Regions from separate parts of the Mus musculus genome. Here regions 2 and 3 are each linked to region 1. A link is a contact called in public HiChIP or PLAC-seq and Micro-C data. All regions are on one chromosome and are shown on one strand. The core of a region is the stretch at or near the end of the contact, and the rest is flanking DNA. Distances in the headings are between cores, read along the strand shown. Region 1 holds the start of Kcnj4 (potassium inwardly-rectifying channel, subfamily J, member 4). Region 2 overlaps Gm10863 (predicted gene 10863). Region 3 holds the start of Nptxr (neuronal pentraxin receptor).

What was found. A called contact is a pair of places that touch in the nucleus more often than the background predicts. HiChIP or PLAC-seq counts read pairs in DNA pulled down with a chosen protein or histone mark.
Region 2: a contact with region 1 is called in an H3K4me3 HiChIP or PLAC-seq map of stem cell-derived neural progenitor cells, with 18 read pairs. The contact joins the enhancer-like site here to the promoter of Kcnj4 in region 1. A contact is called at or near these places in 1 of 39 promoter capture datasets (the C10 cell line), 1 of 484 Hi-C or Micro-C datasets (bone marrow-derived macrophages), 7 of 115 datasets of contacts at active chromatin or transcription factors (acute myeloid leukemia, bone marrow-derived macrophages, embryonic basal ganglia and 4 more) and 1 of 9 other capture datasets (liver).
Region 3: a Micro-C map of embryonic stem cells shows a contact between it and region 1, with 1.6 times the contacts expected there. The contact joins the promoter of Nptxr here to the promoter of Kcnj4 in region 1. A contact is called at or near these places in 4 of 39 promoter capture datasets (fetal liver, hematopoietic stem and progenitor cells, liver and 1 more) and 4 of 484 Hi-C or Micro-C datasets (the AML12 cell line, the G1E-ER4 cell line and embryonic stem cells).

Annotation. Positions count from the first base shown.
Region 1 is chr15:79,503,650-79,507,328 of GRCm38.p6, forward strand. Kcnj4 (potassium inwardly-rectifying channel, subfamily J, member 4) reads right to left here and starts at 1,592. Exons shown (of 2, transcript NM_008427.5): 1 at 1,547-1,592.
Region 2 is chr15:79,191,258-79,194,936 of GRCm38.p6, forward strand. All of the region lies in intron 2 of Gm10863 (predicted gene 10863), which reads left to right. Among named protein-coding and RNA genes, the nearest start is that of Gm10863, 27 kb to the left of the region's middle. RefSeq lists an enhancer at 1,568-2,387. Within about 2 kb of position 1,979, at least 103 of the 459 cell types and tissues checked have an H3K27ac peak or open chromatin away from gene starts, as enhancers often do. A contact at or near this core is called in embryonic basal ganglia and stem cell-derived neural progenitor cells, where this site is marked.
Region 3 is chr15:79,802,744-79,806,422 of GRCm38.p6, forward strand. Nptxr (neuronal pentraxin receptor) reads right to left here and starts at 1,966. Exons shown (of 5, transcript NM_030689.4): 1 at 1,232-1,966. The coding sequence starts at 1,840. The region is part of intron 5 of Npcd (neuronal pentraxin chromo domain); the gene reads right to left.

The DNA of each region.
Region 1 (3,679 bases), core at 342-2,841:
CCCAAGGTCACCCCAGTGGGAGCCCGCGGACATTTCTGTCTGGCCAGTCACCTCTATTTTTTTTCCCCTAGGAAGATGTTTCTTTAAGCGTAACATTAGGTACAGCGCCCAAGTCCCAGGTCCCCCCACTTATGCCTAGACACCTCCATTACTGTCAGTCTGCATTTCCAGCCATATTCTTGCCACTGGTAACTACTTATTTTCCCTCAAAGTAAACTGAGTTCTTACCCCCACCCCCATCTGCCCACCCCTCTCTTCAGCCTACCAAGAGTCTTCTGCTCACAGAGCTCAAAGGCCCTGCATTGGAGGTCAGTGGGGCAGGTCTGGTGTCCCCATTCCACAGATGTGCTGGCAGAGGCTCAAGGAGCATAACTTGCCCAGTGTCTCAACTAGCTGGTCTCATTTCTGAAGCCTGGACCAAGGGATATACGAGCCTTGATGCCCAGTATGGAAAACTTCAGAAAGAGACCCTTCTTCCATAGGAGGGCAGAGCAGAATGTTCCAGGCTCAGTCCTCCCGCTCCACTTGCCCTAACTGTCCTGTTTCTCCACTTGCTCCCCTCAGAAGCCAAGTCAAGGCTACACATGGCTCTGGACTCCTAGCAGTCCTGCAAGGTGCAGGGATGGATGGGAGTGGGGGTGGAGTGAATATTGGATCCCTGGATCCAGCCCTTCTCTGTCCAGGGCTAGACACCTCGTCTGGTCCCTAGGTCCTTCAGCCTACTACTTGGAGCTCTCCCCCTCTTGAGGCCCTCCCTGTTAGGGCAGCCCAGCCACCCTGTGTGGTGCCTAGAGGGCACTGCTGCCTGCCAAGCTGGTCTACAGCTCCCTGCCCTGAAGTCTGAGTCCCCTTGCATAGTTTGTGGGGGAGGGGGGGGCAGTAGTAGGCTGACCTGGTTAGTGGGCATTCTGCAGGTGGTGGTGAAGTTCTCCTTGCTTAGAGCCCACGGCATGACTCTTTGCTGTTTCCCCTTTGCAGAAGAAAAAGCATCTTTGCCCCTCTCTCTACAGCCTTAGTTTCCACCACTCTAATCCCCGAAATGCTCCATTTACTGTTACCTCATTCCTTCAGCTACTACCGGCTCACCTACCCTGGGGTTATCTGGCACAAGGCAGGTGCTTAACACAGCAGAAGGGAGATTTCTGTCATACTCCGAACCATTCACGGAGACTGCAGGTGGGTGGTGGGAAGCTGAGACGCCCCCTTCCCACCTTGCTGCAAGTCACCTGCCTCGCAGCTCCTGGCATGGAGGTGGGCGGGGGCAGAGAAGGGCCGTCGCCAGGGCAGGAGGTCAAATCTCTGTCATCCATCTCCCTTCTATTGCCAGCCACAACCCACAGGAGACGCTCTGATGGCCAAATAAACGGAGCGCGCCAGCTTGGGGGAAGTCACAGGTCCACACTGGGACCCTTCAGGAATCGGGTCTGATGGATAAGTGCAGGACGGGTATGGCCAGAGCGGCAGGACAAACAACTCTCTGAGCTAGACAGACATTGGGACGGACAGACGGACGAAGAGTACTCGCGATGGACGAGCCCGAGCTTACCCCGGGGCGTAAGGTCCGAGGAGGGTCTGGGCGGCGAGTGTCCGCTACATCCCCCGGCGCAGTCCGGCGGGCGGAGTCCGGGGCGCCGGGCTTGGGACGCGGGCGCCGCCTGCCCGCGATGTCGCCACTGACCCAGGCGGCCTCTGTGGGTCTCGGGGTCTCCGCGCTGTCCCGCGCCGCTCCCTGCGTAACTTTCAGCGTTGCCCCGCGTCAAGAGCTGGGCGCCGCCCGGGCGGCAGCATCGTGGAGCCCGGGCTCGGGTCGAGGGGTCCAGGGGCCCAAGGCGCCCCACTGCCCGCTGTTACCCACAGCCCCACGACCCTCTCGTTGTTCAGTTCTGGGGTCTCCTGGCTCTGTGGCCACCTCGCGCCTGCCACAAGGTCCCCGCCGCTGTGCCCCGGTGCCGCCTCTCCTCCCGCGGGGCCGTGGCACCTGGTCGCCGCGCTCCGGCCCCTGCCCGGGCTCAGCCTCGCCCCGCGCCGCCTCCTCGGCCGGCTGTGTCCTTCTCTGTCTGCGTCCCTCCCACTCCCGCCGCCGCCCCCTCCGTCTGGGACCCGGTCCCCGCCGCGTCCCCGGCTCGCCCGGGAGCCTGAGCTCCCGCCGCCCGCGGCGCGCCGAGAACTCCCAACTCGCAGCACGCGCCCCGCTTCGGAGACTTTCGCCCCTCCTCACACGTGACCCGCGCCCCGCTGCGGAGGCAGCGCGCCCCGGCTGCCAGCCCCAGGCGGACCCCACCCCGGCCCTCCTGGTGCGTCTGACCCACGCGGGCAGGCCACTAGCGCCCGGGACCCAGGACTCCAGCAGGAGTCGGGGGTCGGGGACGGGGGGGGGGGGGGGGGGAAGGCTGCGCCGTCCGGTTCTCGCGCGGATCCTGCCCGGGTTTTCCTCCTCGCCCCGCCGCACTCCTACTGGAGGATCCGTTCCAAGGAGGATCCACTCCCGGATTTGCGAGGCCCCTGGGGACAGGTGGGGAGGGTTCTCCGAGCCCAGAGGAGGGTAGGTGGGAACCAGTCCTGTGGGGGTCCCGGTGGCCCTGACCCTCTCCTGGGTGGTCTGCATCCTCTCCCGAAGCTCTAGCAGCTAAGGGCCCTAAGCACCCCCACTTCAGGAGACAGAGGTCGTTCTTTTGGAAGAACCCTAATAGTGGCACAGTCTATCAGTAAGGCTTCAGTTCACAAAGGAGAAACTGAGGACCCACAGACGTCCAAAAGTTCGCAAAAGGCCACCCAGTGGAGTGGAAGTCAACAAACCCTAGTCCCTGTTTTCTTCTCATCTTACTAATCTGTCTTTCCTTTTTTATTTATGTCTATGTGTGCAGATGCCTGTGTGTGTCCGTATGTGCACCATGCATGTACAGATGCCCATGTGCGTGCATGTGTGCTACATGTGGGCAGGAGCCTGTGAAAGCCAGAAGAAGTTGTCAGGTTCCGTGCAACTAGAATTATAGGCAGCTGTGAAGTGACATGTGGGCGCTGGGAACTGAACTTGGGTACTCTGCCAGAGCAGCAAACCTCTTAAAGATGGAGGCATCTCACCAGCACTATAAGAGAAGGTCCAGACCTTCCTCCCCCAATCCCCCAGAGAGCTCAGGTCTGGGTCCCACACTCTTGGAAGCACCTCCCAGTTCCTGCCGAGCCAGCCACGTTCCTGAGCGTTTGTCACCTAGCCTTCTAAGGAAGCAGGTGAGGAAAGCCCTTCTCTGTGGCCATAGGAGTCTAGAAGACCTGCAAGCAGAGAGCCTCTGGCCGTGGAAGACTGGACCCAGATCACAGAGGGAGAAGATCTCTCGGGATTGGGGGGGGGGGCTGGGGGGGAAGGGAAGCACACAAACTTATGGAGAACTGATTGAGTCTCCAATCTCTTTGGCTTCCTGTGCCAAGCAGACCTTCCGGGACAAGACTCGTGAATGCTACGCAGGCCACACAGCCATCTTTCTGTAGGTTCTCCCTTTGCCAAAGGATCTGTCTCAACTCAGCGCCTCAGGACGGTTCGCTTGTCAGGCTCCCGCACACCGTATATTCACACATGTCCTCCGATTCCCACGGATTCCAGAACGTACCAGATGCCTTCACACCTCTCTCTGCCTGCACGCTCTGTTCCCCACTGCCTGAAATGCCCTTGGTCTTTCTTCAC
Region 2 (3,679 bases), core at 729-3,228, 310 kb before region 1:
GCATCAGATCTCATTACAAATGGTTGTGAGCCACCATGTGGTTGCTGGGAATTGAACTCAGGACCTCTGGAAGAGCACTGACTGCTCTTACCCACTGAGCCATCTCTCCAGCCCTGACTTTTACACTTGTCTGAAACAAACTTATAATCTATCAGACAGTGTTTGTGCATGGCTCTCTTTGCCTTTAGTCTCAAGTATCGGGTCAAACTCAGCACCCAGCCTTCCATCATTCTGTGTCATTATGATTTAGAATACACATTTATCCCTGTGGATTTCATATTTGGTGATACTGTTTAAGATTCATCTTTATTTTTATTTATATGTATGTGTGTGGGTCTGCCACATGGGTGCAGTGCCCACCGAGGCCAGAAGAGGGAGTCAGACCCCCTGGAAATGAAACTAGAGGGGTCTGTGAACTGCCCAATAGGGTGCTGGGAACCAACTCAGATCTTCTGCAAGAACAGCACATGCTGTAAACTGCTGAGCTGCCTCTCCAGTCCAGTAATACTATTTTAAATGCTTAAAACCTTAATTTCTCAATGTTGACAGCATATAGAAACAAAAATGACTTTTGTATACTGACCTTGCTAAGCTATTAATTATACGTTTTCTATAAGTCGTGTGTCTAGACTTTTCCATATAACTATCTGTGAACGGTGTCTCTTTTCTTTCTGTTTTCCTGCCCCTTACTTCACTTCCTCGCCTTGCTACACTGGCTCCGCCTTTAGTGCCTAATGGAAGTGACGGCAGCTGTCCTATGGTGTGGTGAAGGTAGAGATCGCAGAATTACCAAAGGGTTGGGGTTCAGTGGTGGCGGCGGTGGGGAGGGTGAGCTGTATAGGAGATGGAGGGGTGTCACAGGATTGTTAACAGGCCTCTTCTCAGCACAGGCAGAAAGAGACTGACCAGGTGTCCCTTCTGTACTTTATGGAGGGGGCTAAGAGGCCTTTATAGATATTTTCCCTAAAGTCTGCTTGGGCCTCTGCCTGAAAGCAGTTCTCAGCCCTCCTCTTTTCCTCAATTCCAGATGCCTTCCCAAAGCCATTGAGTCAGGGACAAGGGTTCCAACTGGCTGGGTTGCCGACAGGTCAACTGTGTGGTGTTAGGGGAGTCTCAGCTCAGGTATCTGTCTGTGAGGGATGTGAGGAAGGCAGGGTGCCACCACCCACTGAACATCACAAGCCTTGTTTGTGGCCACTCGGTGGCCACTGTGGTGGCTACTAGAACCCCTGTCTTGCTAACTGTGGAGACCTCTCCAGTCCCTGAGGCCCGGAAGCGGGAGGCACTGGGAACTGGCTGCTGTTCCCTGACTCCTGCCACCTCTGCTCTGGCACCACCTGTCTTGGAACCCTGCCCTGCCACCCTCCCTACTCCCTGCCCAGTGGCAGCAGTGCCAGGGCCCCTTCCCTGGGTTTCCGCTCATGCATAACCCATCTCCTCCCAGATTAAGGGACTCTATCTCACTCCTCCTGAAGAGGGACTCAGTCAGTACAGAGGTGCACCCACTGTCGCTGCCAAATGCACAGTGGGATGATAACATCGGGTGCCATCTTGTCAACCCAACATGGGGTCACTAAGAAGACCTCCTCCAACAAGACTGTCACTTGGGAAAGGATGAAGCCTGGCCCAAAGGCATCTTGGAGCCCACGCCTCCCTGTATTATACTCTGCCACCAGCCGGCCCCAGGATGCTCCAGGAAGTGCTGTGCATGACACCCGCCCCCAGGCGCCACCTCTTAGAGAAGGGACCATTGTCTCCGAAGGGTTAACGAGGGATGCAAGGAAGGGGCCCTTTAGCCATGATGCCCTCTGACCTTTCATAAATCAGAGAGGGGCTGGGGGCGAGGGGCTGCTTGGCAGGACTTGGTGGGGTGGGGACTTAGAAGCAGCTGCGCGCGACGTTGACATTGTTCCCACCATTCTGAGTGCAACAAATCCCTCTATTGTGTTCCTGGTTTATCTGGTTCCTCTTGTTTATGAGCAGGGCTCCTTTGGCAGTGGTTCCAGCCCTGGGCGGGTGGAAAGAGTGCTGGCACGCACTGAGGGGGGAGGGGCGGGAGGGGGCGCTGTCAATGCCCGCATTGTCCCCCCGCGCTTTTTTGTTTCTACTGTAATGACATGTTGAGAGAAAGAGAGAGAGAGAGAGAGAGAGAGAGAGAGAGAGAGAGAGAAAGTGAGTTGGCTGGGGAGAGAAAAGCACAGCAAAGAAAGCCAGCCGAGCAAGAGCTCTGGTGTGGATGTGTGGATTGATATCTGGGCCTGGGCGGATGTGCTGGCAGCTGGGCGGCAGGGCTGCATGGAGCCAGGGAAGGGTGCCTGGGGGGCATGGGGCTTGAGGGGTCAGCCAGACGCCCCCCCCCAGACACCCTAGCCTCTGCTGCCTGGCACCAGGTCCCCCCACCATCCTCTGGTCCTCCCGAGGCAGCTGGAGTGGAGCTAGTGCCAGGGTTAGGGTCTGCATTCCGATGTGGCCCTGCCAGGCAGTGCTGCCTGGGCAGCTGGCTTCGCCTCTCATTTCTCTGTGTCTGAGGTCTGCGGGATGGGCAGTGCTAGGGGGCGAGAGACTGCCTGGCCTTCTGGAAATGGAAGGGTGTCCTCCCTCGTCCTGGGGCTGTAGTTCTGAGCCCAGGCAGAGGCAGAAACACATGCTAGAACAGAGCCCCAAACTGCCCCCAGAATGACAATACTAAATGCCAGTTTGGCTCTGGGGGCCTTGTCTCCCGCCTGAGCCTTGGATGGATGTGAGGGGAGGGGAAAGAGAGGAGCCTGAACATGAGAGGCTGAGCCATGAGCTTCTAGGTGGCTCCCGAGGTCACCTTTCCTCAGGTGTCAAGCTCCAGCCTGGGCTTATGCAGCTGTGTGAGTTCACCGTCTCTGAAGGAGATGTGAAGCCCTTGGACCTCTCTGAGCTGGAGGGACCTCCAAGGCTATGGGCCAGTGCGTGTGGCCTTCTCTGTAACCCCAGCCAGGAAGTCACCTGCCCGTGCTGGCTTATCTCCATGGCACAGTGAACACTCGTCACGTAGCTAGCTCTGTCTTTGGTCGGAAGACTTTGGGGGAAGTTCTTTTCCACCTCTGCCTCAAGAACCACACAGAACAAGTCAAGGCTCTCTGAGTCTCCAACTCTTCCAACTTGTAAAGTGTGGACAGCTGTGCCCACTGTCGTTCCAAGGCCGTATGTGGATCTGTGGAAAGTTCAAGATCCCCTACGATCCTGAGCTAGGAGCTTGCTGTCTTGGGGATAGTTGAGCTCTTTCACAGGGGGAGGGATACATCACACACCTGTTTTGTGTGATGCTGGAGGTAGAACCTGCTGAGGGTTAGGGTAAAATCCATATGTAGCCAGGAAGAGGACTCAGGGCTCAGACTGTGGCTAATCAGGGCTTAGCCTAGGATCAGGATCAGGGCTTAGTCAATAGTTAGGATCATGGCTTAGGGTATAGCTAGGGTCAGTGGTCAGTCTGTAGCTGGAGGGAAAATCCATTGTAGGAAAGAGTAAGGGTCCTCTCAAGATTCAGGCTTGGATCAGGCTAAGGGTCCTGTCCAGGACCAGGATCAGGGCAGTGCAGGGTATGGAAAAAGGCTCAGTTGATAGATTCTGTCAGAGACAGTGAGTATTTGATCTAGAGTTAGGATGATGGTTCAGGCTAGGCTCGAGGCTCAGTCTATGACCAAGGGAA
Region 3 (3,679 bases), core at 716-3,215, 300 kb after region 1:
CTCCCCTCCCCTGCAGCTTTTATCTGTTCCCCACCCCCCTCCACTGCTTTTGGCTTTAAGAACTTCACCCCTGGGCCGAGAAGCAGGGTACTTGCCTGGCTTGTCCTCTCTCTCTCTCTCTCTCTCTCTCTCTCTCTCTCTCTCTCTCTCTCTCTTTCTCTCTCTCTTTCTCTCTCTCTCTCTCTCTCTCTCTCTCTCTCTCTCTCTGCCACTCAGCTCAGGAGGTTTGAAATGGATTTTCTTATCTCCATAAAGGGAGTGGAAGCCCTGGAGGTGGTATGAGGAGACTGTGGTCTGATAACTCTGAAGGTGGGGGTTCAAGCAGCTGACTTCATGGTGGTCTGCTGGGATGGAGCCTACAACCTTCCCACAGGTATCTCCTCAGCTTGAACTTGGAGCCCTATACATGCTCTCTCTGCCCATTTAATTTGTCCATGCTTTCACTTCACCCTTGCCTTGCCCAGCTACAGCCTGGGGGAGGAGGCTGGGGCCACAGCATCAGCCCTATCTCGCCCCTCCTTCGAGGATTTATTCCGTGTCTGGAAATCAGTCCATGTCTGGGAATGGCCAAGGCTTTCCTGTCTGTTTGTCCTGCTCAATCTATCTTATCTATTTGTCCCCAGACTGGGAATTTGTAACAGAGAGGAAAGGGACCATAGGCATAATCAGTCAATGCCTTAGCATCACACACAAACCCGAGAAGGGTCCCTACTCCCCGGGGACTCCTTGTATCTGACCTGGAAAAGGAGGCGGAGGGAGCTAAGTACACCCCTATTGAGGAGTCATCCGCTGATTTACCCCAAGAGTTCAGAGCTTCAGGTACATAAAGCTGGGCGTGGCCCGGGGATGAGAGGTGATGCAGGCGTGCAGGTTGGTGCTAATGAGGCACTCTTGGGCTTGCCAAGACAGCTAACGGTACTCCTAAAGGTAGTGAGTACGGGGTGGGAGCTGCTCTAGGTTCCCGAGGAGAGCATCTAAGGAGACCATGTGCCAAACATCCCCACACCTGCATCTCAATCAATTTTCACTACAAGTGGACGCCGTTCTCCCATTCTCGTGCCCCGATCACCGTGCCAGGTTCCCACCGGCGATTCGGACCAGAACACTTCCATGGTGCCTGCCAGGGGCATGCTTCAGGTGACCCGACCGCAGCTCCAGGGACCCGGGACCCCCGCGCCGCAGGCTGAGCAGGGCCCCTCCACCCCGTGTCCCCCGACGGCGCACCACTCACCTCGATGCGCTCGATGCGGTCTCGCAGCGCGCGCACCGCGTCCTCCAGCTCCAGCAGCAGCGCAGGTGAGTCCCAGGCGCCGTCGGCCATGGTGTCGCGGCGGGGCCCGGCGTCCTGGAGGCCGCGCGGCAGGCCGCTCTCACAGCGGCCCAGCTTGCCGGTGAGCTCGCGGATGGTGTCCCGGTCTGCGCGGATGCGCGCCTCCTGCTGCAGCGCCGTCTGGCGCAGCTGCTCCGCGGTGCTCTGCAGCAGCAACAGCTCTGCGCGCTCGCCTGCCGCGTCCCCCTGCTCGGCCCCCGACGGGCAGGCGGCGGCCAGCGGCGTACAGAGGAAGCGACTGAGCAGCGGCACGGGCGGCGGCGGGAAGACGCTGGCCGCGGGCTCCCCGGGCAACACCGAGGGCCCGGCCGAGCCGCCTGCGCTGTGCAGGGCGCTCAGGCTGCGCTGCGGACCCGAGCCACCGGCGGCCGAGGCGGCCGAGGCGTTGTCGGTGCCGCCGGGCAGCGCGCGAGCGGGGCTGGCCGCCAGGGGCACGCTGGCGATGATGCAGATGACGGCACCGAGGAACGCCAGCATGCCCGCGGCCAGCAGCACGGCCAGGAACTTCAGCGTGAGGCGCGGAGGGGGCGCGCGAGGCCCCCGGCAGGCGCGGCGGCGGGGGTCGGGGCGCAGGGCCCGGGAGCGCGGGAGCCGGAACGGGAGCCGGAGTGGGAGCCGGAGCTGTCGCCGCGGCCGCTACTGCCGCCGCTCTGAGCCCGCGCGGCGGGAGGAGGAGGAGAAGGCGGGCGCGGCGGCCCCGCCCCACTCGCTCCCCCGGGGCCGGCCGAAGCCCAGCCCCGCACCCGTTCCGTGCCGGGAGCCCGACTGCGTGCGCCACGCCCAGGGCTTCATCTCACTCAGAAGGAGGTGACTGGATGGCTACGTGGCGGCTGGGTTCTAAGGCGACCCTGCGTCCTGGCCTCTGGTCCTCTCCGGGTCCTCCCGCCCCCCGGAATGCCCATAGCTGTGTCCCTGCGGGGCTCTGGCCTCAGCACGCTGCAGCCTCGGTTGCAGTTAACACCAGTCTGAACACGTTCAAGATACAAATGAGGAAACTGAGGGCCCTGGGCTCAGCGTGATGCCGGCTCCGTTGTAGTTAAGCCTCAGCCTGAACATGCTCCTGATAACAAAGAGGAAACTGAGACCCTCTGAAACTGAGGCCAAGTGGCAGCCCAAGGTCACAGCTAGAATGCATTTGAAGCAGCATTGAGGTGAGCCACATCTGCCTGGACAGGACTACTAAGGTGAAAGCTAGCGATCAAAGAGACAGCAGTCGAGGGTGAGGAGGCCTAATCTGTTTCTGCTGTGGTCACCTGAGTGTCACCTGCTACCTCCTCTTTCCAGAAGAGCAGGTTCGCTCTGCTCCAAGCACCCCATCTGAGCCCTTAGGTCTGCAAGCATCAAAGTTGCCAGAGGATAATCCCCTAGCTCGCTGCAGCCTCTGTCAGAATGGCAGGTGGGATGCAAGCTGGTGGGCGCCAAGACCAGGCAGGAGTGGGCTATGTGTGTAGGTTTTACTTTATCGTGCCTAAAATGCCTCTATATATATTCTGTTGAAAATTAACTTTGCAATGAAAAACGTTAAAAATCTTCCCACCCTTTCCAGTCCGGCTTCAGCCCTGCTGTTCTGCAGGCTGTCTCTGCCTGGGATGGATTCCTGAGCTGGAAGAACCCCTGGAGGCCATGAAGGTTCACGCTGCAGCCTGGTAATGGCTCACTAAGTCCTGAGCCAAGTCTTGACCATCTCAAAAGTCTCTGACTCCCCACAGCTACCAACGTGGACATGACTGGGGACCAGGACCTTTCTGAGGAGGCAGCAACCTCCAGAATCCTGGGGGACCTTGCCTGGTCACTGGCACCCCATTGGAGGTCCATGAGCATCCGTTCTGACTCCCTTCATTTTCCAGGCTGGGGGTTATGTCACCTCTGCTCACCCACACCCTAGAGTCAGGGATTGTTGTCCAGATATGCTAGTGAGAGGCACAATGCGGGCTCTGCTCATCATGAGCACCCAGAGCTGCGTTGATGACAATTAATAACCTGAGACCCCAGCCCAGGCAGCACGGCTCAGAGGAAGCATCCACAACTGGAGATCTAGCCTCAGATCTTTGGAGGCAATGACAGGCATTGGGCCCCCTACAGCCTTAGGGGTAGAGACGATATCAGCACCCCAGCTGATTCTAGTATGTCCATGAAGACAGACACGCAGACAAAAATCCCGATGGAAAATGTTCTTCAAGGGCCAGGAATGCCAGGAGAGGCCAAGAGGAAGTCACTCCCAGTAGCAGAACAGTCAAAGGTAATTTGAGTGTCGTCAGCCACCCTGGGAGTTCCGAGGCAGCTGAGTGGACAAGTGCAGGGGCTGGAGGTGGATCTTGTTTAAACTAGTCTATTAATTGCTTGGCATGA